Linked DNA regions of Sus scrofa: regions 2 and 3 are each linked to region 1. The links are chromatin contacts, called in public Hi-C and HiChIP or PLAC-seq maps. All regions are on one chromosome and are shown on one strand. Each heading gives the region's core, a stretch centred on a gene start, on an enhancer-like site or on the middle of the called end of the contact. The rest is flanking DNA. Distances are from core to core; before and after follow the strand shown. Region 1 holds the start of CEP85L (centrosomal protein of 85 kDa-like). Region 2 has its middle 59 kb from the start of ASF1A. Region 3 has its middle 81 kb from the start of ASF1A.

Region 1 (2,687 bases), core at 137-2,636:
TTTACTTTTCTAGGTTTCCTTTTGACCTATAGTATTCAAGTGTAAGGTAATGCACATTTAAATCACAAAAAGGAACCAATTACATTATTTTTTCATGTTTCTGTCATTTTCTATCCTTTGAAACAGTTGACCCTTGGCCAACTGCTCATGATTTGGAGAAATAGTGGAACTCTATGGGAGGAGGAGTAAATGTAAAATTTATCTGCAATCAGATAAATTACAAGACAGATGTGAGGAAAAAAGGAAAAAAAAAAAAAAGAAAAGAAAAGCAACCCCCCCAAAACAAGACAGAGATGTAATTTAATCTCTAAAAGTTTTAAGCAGTATTTCCCAATTACAGGATGCTTAAATACAAACATAAGGCCTCCCTTAGCAAAACAGAAAAAAGTCAATGGACTCCAAGCCTGCTGATGGTTAAGAATTTGCCTGACTCATTAAGGTTTACCTGATTCATTGGCCCAGTGCAGAGCCTGCCTCCTGCAGTGTTCGACCAATATTTATTAAAGGAACTATTTTGTATCTAAATATTGGAAAGATTATATTGTCAATAAAAGTAAGATTTAAAAAGACGATGCTGCACCCTTTTGTCCTTCCTCAGGATATCTGCCCCTGCACTCTGGGTTCAGGTAAAAAGTGGCAACTGACCAGGTGGAAGGAGGAACTTGGAGTATAGGAGTAAGGAAGTCGCTCTGGTGCCATTTTGACTCCTTTCTGATGATCATCTGGAACACTGGGCTACCAGATTAAAAATTTCGGGCCCCTCTCTGAACCCTCTGGTACTAATTACCCTCGGGTCTTTTTTTCTGCCTGTTGTGTGTGTGTGTGTGCATAAGTCTCTAGGTGATAGATATTTTGTACCCGTCTCTGTCTGCACCCTCCCGCCCCCCATTTAATTTGCTAGTTGAGAAAACGACCTCTTTCGCTACCCCCAATAGTGATCCCCCACAAACGATGTTTGTGGAATTCATGGTTGACGACTTTAATCCCAAATGAGGCTGAGAGTCTCCCTCAACCCCTCCTGTGTAAAACTCTTCCATCTCAAGAAACCTCGAGGGGAGAGGCAGGTCATCCACGTCTTTCTCAGGTGCCCCTGAGGGACTACCCAAGGGACTGGGGCGATGGGTGGTGGCGAAAACCTAAAGATTAGACCCAGTACCAAGTTACCGCCCTCTTCGTAACCGATAATGGCTCCGGGCTGAGAAACCAGGGACGCAGTTGGTAGGTCGGAAGAGCATTCGCCGCTGGCAATGCACAGCTGCGTAAAGGAACCCACCGGGACCTGCCCACAGTCTCCGCCCCGCGCCGCGCACGCCTTATATAAGCGCCCGAGGCCCCGCCCCCTACAAGCCCCGCCCCCGCTTAGATCGGCCTCCGGCTCCTCAGGCGGAGGGGGCGGAGAGAAGCCGCAGCTGCAACTTCGCTGGAGCCTCTGAACCTGGGCTCAGCCGGAGACCAAGCCGCCGACGCCGCAGGGCCTCCGCTTCCCTGGCTCGGGCCTCAACCCAGGCGGCTCGACCATGGCAGCCGCCGCCGCTGTAGCGAATCTGGCTCCTGCGGTCCCCGCCCGTCGCTGAGCAGCCGTTAACCAGCCCGCCCGCTCGCCCCCCGCCGGTGCCGCCTCGGCCCAGGCTCCGCACAAGTTTCCGCCGCCGAAGAGGCAGGAGGCGAAGGCAGCGGAGGACGGACGTGGGGAGTCGGGCGCCCCCGGCCCACTCGGCACTCCGGCCCGCAATGTGGGGACGCTTCCTGACTGCGGATGCCGGCGGCAGGGACAGCCCAGGCGGAACCCGCAGCTTCCCCGCGGGTAAGTAACGGGACAGGCCCCTGGCTGCGGTGGGGGTCGCGGCCGACTGCGGTGCCTCGGGACTCAGCCGCCGCTCCCCTCCTTCCTCAGGCCTGGCTTCCCCCTGGCCGCCCGCCCCCGACGCCGCGCGCCTGCCAGCCAGCCCAGCTTCCTCCAGGCTGCCGACACCCGGCTCCGCGGGCTGACATCTGGCGGCCCGCGTCCCCGGCCCTGTCCGCCCCGCATCTCGGCGCACCGGCCCCGCGCGGCTCGGTGTCCCGGCCGCTCCTCCGGCCGCAGCCCCGGCGCCCCAACTTACAGCTCGCCTAGGCCTCCTCGGGTTGGGCTTTGTTGTGCGACCTTCTCCTTTTTCCTCCTGGGGTGTGCGGCCGACGTGGATAACGGGGCTCACGGAGACCCAGACGGGAAGGTCGCTGCGACCGTGCTGCAGCCGCGGCGGCGCGGGGCGCGTCTCGGAGGGCGGGGGGCTGCTGCATCTGCGCCTGCAGCCGCTGCTTTAGGGCGCGTTTGGGGGCGGAAGGAGGCTGCGGCTGATGCCTTGGCTGCAACCCCCCCCAGGGGTCCAGCCCCTCCCTGAAACCTGGTTACCGCCCAGCAGTCCTTTCTGGAGGACATGTCCTGCCAGAGCCCATCGATTTTTGAGCAACCGGAATGTTAATCTATTTGCCTCTCCTTGGCCCTTTCAAGGAAAATTTGGGGTTTGCTGCGTTGGGTGTGCGAAGGGACCTGTTTGTAATGCACAGCCATTTAATGCCTGCGTCGCTTAAAAGTTGTGTAGGAGCCACCAAATTAGGATAAATCTTCCCCTAATCAGGATATTAAAAAAAAAAAAAAAAGGCTTGGGTTACCTGTGACAAGTTATTTGACTGACGTTAATGGTTCT
Region 2 (2,687 bases), core at 69-2,568, 120 kb before region 1:
GTCATCTTGTATAATTATGAGAAACAGCTGTCAGAACTGCTCCTAAAAAGCTGCCCTGCCCCCAAGGATTAGATGGATTTAGGATTCCAGGACCAAAAGCAGAAGAGCAGATCTTCATGCAAGTGGCAAGTGTCATGGTCAGCAGGTTCCTGTCCTCCCCTGCTTTTTATCTCCATGAGACATCTGATTATTCCACCAGGAGCACCAAGGTTTATGTTTCAACCAGGAATGGCTGAAATGGCAGACCTTTTGCACATGACACTGGAAGAAGATGTGACCAGAACTGCAGGGCACTAGCTCTGGTGAGTCCCCTCCTTATTGCCCTCTCTGCACCCACGACCAGTTCTAATTTATTTACTCAGTAAAGGAAACTTGGGAGTCCCTGGGGCAGAAGAGAATCTCAGGGGATTAAAGGCAACTCCCACTCACTATAGAAAAATGAGATTGTTTCTGTCCCTCCAAAGCGAAGTGCAAAACAAATCCCAAGCATCCGATCTCCAGTGTCATTTCAAACCAAACCAAACCAATCAATCAAACAAAAAGCCTGCCAAGCAAAAATTTAGACCCGAGAAATTTCAGAAGCAGAGGACCTGAGTCTGGTCATCCTGCCCCTCTCTGGAGCAAGAGCCATGTATGTGGCAGGGAGTTGGGTGATGCCAGGGTGTTGATGATGTCCTGCCTCATGACATGTACCAACTGCCATCCTCCCAGGCACAGAGAGATCTGAGTGGACAATTGAGAAGATATGGGAAGAGGAAGGAACTGCCTGGTATTGAGCACCTACTCTGCTTGGTGTCATATTAGACACTTGATGTACCTTGGTCTGTATGTATGAGATAGGTAGATAATAAATACTTAGTTCTCATAGCAATTATGTAAGAAAGGTAACATCAACTCTGTTTATAGATGGAAACATGATCAGAGGGGGCTATGTTAATTTTTCAAGGTCACACAGCTAACAAATGGCTTCTGGAGGAGGAGAAACTGATTCCAAAATCAGTGCCCCAAGTCACCTATATATATCATGACAATTCCCCCAAAGAAATATGACTATATCAGGGCAAGGCCAAAGTCAGAAGGGTCTTGTCTCATCTCCCATTCAGTCATGGAGTGCTTTCAGAGAGAAAAGTGTGGGCAGCCCTCTCCTACAGGCACTTGGGTTGAGGGCAGTTCCCTTTTCTTTACAGGCAGACCTGGGCAGCTGCATATGCAAAGCAGGGGATTTCTCCACACCTTAGCCCTGGTTCAGCACCTAAGGAAAGGCAGTAACACCTCAAGGCGGCTGTGCTTCGCCACGCCAAGCCGGGCTGTGGCATCCGCTGGGCTCTGGGCACTGTCGCGGCGGAACACTGTGAGGCTGCCCTGGGGGATGGCGAGGTGCAGCCCGGCCAAGTAGCCCTTTTTTTTTCCCCCCATCAAATGTGTGAAAGTACTTTTTTTCATGGGGAGCTTTTGCTCATTAAAAAGCTGGACCCTAGATAACTGTCCGGAAGGGGTTTTGTGTGTCCGTTTCCTGTGCTTACTTCCCTTGAACAAAGGTGGCTCTGACAAGTCCCAGTCCCCCGGAAAGGGAATCTAGGCCAGCCCGTTCTCTCTGTGGCTCACACCACTAGGGGGCGTGGAGGATCGCTGACAAAGGAACTCAAAAGCCTGGGATGCCTGAACTCACCAGCTGAAGCTGGAGACCTGCCTGCATTCAACTCATGATGAAAAAGTTTCTTCCAAAAGCAGGCCCCTTGGGCGCTCCAGGCAGACACACAGGCCCACTGAGGGCTGGGCCAGAGCCGGTGGGGGCGGGGAACCCCATTTGAGCATCACAGAACAGTGCTCCTTCTTCTGAAGACTTTGCACCTGAAGAGCTAGACTGTGGCAGGGCCTTGAAGCCCTGAGAGCCTTGAAGCCAGAGTCCATTTTATAGAAGCGCAGACTCTGAAAGAATATACGTTCAGTAATGTGATTCCTTTGGGAGGTGGGGAACAGGCAGATTCCTATCCACAAGATCCTCAGATTTGTGTTAATCAGAAATTTAAAACAAAAAACAAAACAAAAAAAAAAACACACAGAATCTCCCACAAGCAATAGCCTGCATTATTTTTTTGTGGTTGAGACATCATCGACATAGAGTAGGTTTAAAGTGTACAACGTGTTGATTTGATGCATTTATACAGTGTATGATCACCACTATCATGCCAGCCAACCTCCATCACGTTAAGTAATTACCATTTCTTTTTTGTGGTGAGAACAATTAAGACCTAGTCTCTTAGCAACTTTCAATTATATAATACAGTATTATTAACTGAAATCATCATGCTGTGCATTAGATCTCCAGAATTGATTCATCTTCTAGCTGTACGTTTGTGGCCTTTCGCCAACATCTCCCCATTTCCTCCACTTCCTGGCCCTGGTAACCACCCTTCTACTCTGTTTTTATTCAGCTTTTTTAGATTTCACATACAAATGATGTCATTACAAGATTTGTCTTTCTCGGTCTGGATTATTTCATTTAGCACAATGTCCTGGAGCTCCATCCATGTTGTTGCAAGCAGCAGGATGTACTTTCTCATGGATGAATACTGTCCAATTGTATACATGTCTGTCTTCTTTCTTCCTCATTGATAAATGCTTGTTTCCTTATCTTAGCTGCTGTGAATAATGCTGCATTGAACATGGTGGTGTAGATCCTATTT
Region 3 (2,687 bases), core at 52-2,551, 97 kb before region 1:
TCGAGCCCTTGTTCTTTCCATTAATCACATGTCCTGTTCCCTGAGGCCACTTTAAAGACAGAAGGGAAATTGAATTGATGTACAGCTAGAGTAGGTTAGTGGCAGTTTATCACTCCCACCAACCTTGTACTTCTAGGACACCTCCAGGGTCTGATAAATCTTTGCGTACATTTCCAGCACAGCCCCCGGCAGCCTCCTAAAGCCACTTGACACAAATTAGATAACCAAGGCTCAGTTACTGAAGGGGGTGAAAAGAATACATATTGTAGGCTTTGCTTACACAGTATCTGGCCCTGATAGGAACCACCACCAACAGAACAGAGAACTTGTGAATTTACAAGTGCTGTATGGAACGTTTAAGTGCTATTACCCTTAAGCTTTTGTTTTTCTCAGGCAAAGCAACTCCATCCAACAATCTAAGCTATAATTTAGGACAGGAGCATTTCCTTATGCTTCATGAAGTTCTTGCAAACTTAACTTTCCAAACCAAAATGTGGTGCCAAACTTGGACTGAGGAAAAAAAAAAATCTAGAAGTGCATATATATATATATAAAATTGATTTTTATCCAAGAATGTTAATTCTTATCCATGTGACTGTTAGGAGAAAAAATGGTTATAATTATCTGAAAATGAATTTTACTCTCAGTCAGGGAGTTAGTCAACTAATAAACCTATGTCGATACCATTTAAAATGAGTAACTACTTTGGCAAAAGTGAACGATCAATGTGTATTTATCTGTTTTTAAAAAATCACTTTTTCTTTCTTTAATTTTGGAATTGAGATAAAATTGACATAGTAGTTCTAGGTGTACAACATAATGATTTGATATTTCTATGTATTGTGAAATGATCTCCATGCTAAGTCTGTTTAATATCACATCCCCACACACAATTAAGATGTTTTTTTTCTTATGATGAGAACTTTTAAGAATCCCTCTCTTAGCAACTTTCAGATATATAACACAGCATCTCTTGTTTCAGACTGAGATTGAAAGGCCAAGAACAGGATGTTAAGAAAGCACATTGACTGTTCAAACTAGACGGGAAAAGATAGTTCCAGAAGAAGGATCTGCAGAGCTGGAAGTTCAGCCTCCTTTTCTTTCTTTCTCTGTTTAGCGGGGGCATGAAAAGACAGACAGGATACTGAGAGCTTAGAACTCAGTAGGGCAACCAGAGCTTTCCTTTGAAGGAGCAGTAAGCAGGCAGCAGCTGAAAGCATGTCCTTATCAGAAGCGGCTGTAAGGAAATGCCTTCTCCTGGTCATGCATGTCACCTAAGCCAGCCGTTTCCAATTGCTGTCCCCTGAAAGTTTCCGCTGATCTCATTCAGAGAGAGGTTCCCTCTGGGATAAGAGGGAAATGAAGACACTTAGAAGTGGGTCAGAAAACTGCCTCAGCCTACTTGCTTCATCTGGCCATTCTTTTGTTTTCTGGTTTATCTCTATCTTTTCCTGCCCCTCCCTTTCTTTTAGACTCTGGAGTTTGTGTTTTTTTTTTTTTGAGAACCACTGATTTATTGATTTTTATTGAACCATAGTTGATTTGCAATATTATACTAGTTCAGGTATACTGTATAATCAGACACAAGTTCTGATGCCTAATTCTGCCCACCAGAACTTGCCTTTTTCTTTAATTTCTGTATTAAATTTCAATATGTTTATAGATTTTACATCATTGAAAGTTATTATAAAGTATTGGCTCTAGTCCTTGTGCTTTACATTACATCCTTCTAGCTTATTTATTTTATACATAGTAGTTTGTATGTCTTAACCTCCTACTCCTGTCTTGTTTCTCTCCACTTCCCTCTCTACACTGGTAACCACTAGTTTCTTCTCTCTATCTATGAGTCTGTTTTTGTTTAGTTATATTCATTCATGTGCTTTCTTTTTTAGATTCCACATGTAAGTGATGACACACACTGTTTGTCTTTCTCTGATTTATTTCCCTAAGGATAATACCCCCCACATCCACGTCTGTGTTATTGAAACTGCTCACTCAGATATCACCTGGAATGTTGTCTCCATCTCATTCTTTCTCTTTGACATTCTGCTCTGTGCTGATCGCTGTCTTATTCTACAGTACAGGTAGAACCCCAGGGCATCAGCCAGGAAGCGCCATCCTGAATGGAAAGAGAGCCAAAGGCTGGCCTTTAGAGAGACTACCAGAGGTCAGTCATCAAGGTCAGGGTTAGGAAGCCAGACTGTTGGAATAGGGAAAGTGGGAAGGACAAGTGGAGAGGTGGGAACAGCAGGATCTCACATACACTGGGACAAGTCAGTGACAGAAGTGGAGTAACCAGAAACAAGAGGGAGTCTTATGCCAGCAGTTGTGCACGATGAGGGTGGGGACAGAGGCAGAGTGGAGCTATAGATGAGATGCCAACAAAATGGCCTCTAACTCGAGCTGGTAGGGCCAAAGGGCTTTGGAGCTAGAGTCTCAGGATCTGGGTCCATCACTATGGTTCTTAGGGTGATGGAAGTCCTGCTGAGTCAGACACAAGTTCTGATGCCTAATTCTGCCCTCCAGAACTTGCCTTTTTCTTTAATTTCTGTATATTATATTCATTTTGGTTTCATCCTACCCCTTTGACATTTAGTCGTCTTCATCTTCATTATCTCTCTCCATCTTCATCCTTTGTTTTTTTCTGTAGATCCTCTCCCTTCAGCATTCCTGCCTTCCTTATTCCC

The links. A called contact is a pair of places that touch in the nucleus more often than the background predicts. HiChIP or PLAC-seq counts read pairs in DNA pulled down with a chosen protein or histone mark.
Region 2: a Hi-C map of brain shows a contact between it and region 1, with 2.7 times the contacts expected there. The contact joins the enhancer-like site here to the promoter of CEP85L in region 1. A contact is called at or near these places in 2 of 5 promoter capture datasets (fetal liver and liver), 13 of 47 Hi-C or Micro-C datasets (brain, embryonic fibroblasts, fetal heart ventricle and 7 more) and 1 of 2 datasets of contacts at active chromatin or transcription factors (alveolar macrophages).
Region 3: an H3K27ac HiChIP or PLAC-seq map of skeletal muscle shows a contact between it and region 1, with 4 times the contacts expected there. The contact joins the enhancer-like site here to the promoter of CEP85L in region 1. A contact is called at or near these places in 2 of 5 promoter capture datasets (fetal skeletal muscle and liver), 12 of 47 Hi-C or Micro-C datasets (embryonic fibroblasts, fetal skeletal muscle, heart right ventricle and 6 more) and 2 of 2 datasets of contacts at active chromatin or transcription factors (alveolar macrophages and skeletal muscle).

The regions. Positions count from the first base shown.
Region 1 is chr1:43,391,244-43,393,930 of Sscrofa11.1, forward strand. CEP85L (centrosomal protein of 85 kDa-like) reads left to right here and starts at 1,387. Exons shown (of 15, transcript XM_003121248.5): 1 at 1,387-1,804. The coding sequence starts at 1,732. LOC110260246 (a long non-coding RNA gene) reads left to right here. Exons shown (of 2, transcript XR_002343179.1): 2 at 1-283.
Region 2 is chr1:43,273,048-43,275,734 of Sscrofa11.1, forward strand. No RefSeq gene overlaps it. Among named protein-coding and RNA genes, the nearest start is that of ASF1A, 59 kb to the left of the region's middle. Within about 2 kb of position 1,319, at least 19 of the 83 cell types and tissues checked have an H3K27ac peak or open chromatin away from gene starts, as enhancers often do. A contact at or near this core is called in alveolar macrophages and brain, where this site is marked.
Region 3 is chr1:43,294,335-43,297,021 of Sscrofa11.1, forward strand. No RefSeq gene overlaps it. Among named protein-coding and RNA genes, the nearest start is that of ASF1A, 81 kb to the left of the region's middle. Within about 2 kb of position 1,302, at least 2 of the 83 cell types and tissues checked have an H3K27ac peak or open chromatin away from gene starts, as enhancers often do. A contact at or near this core is called in skeletal muscle, where this site is marked.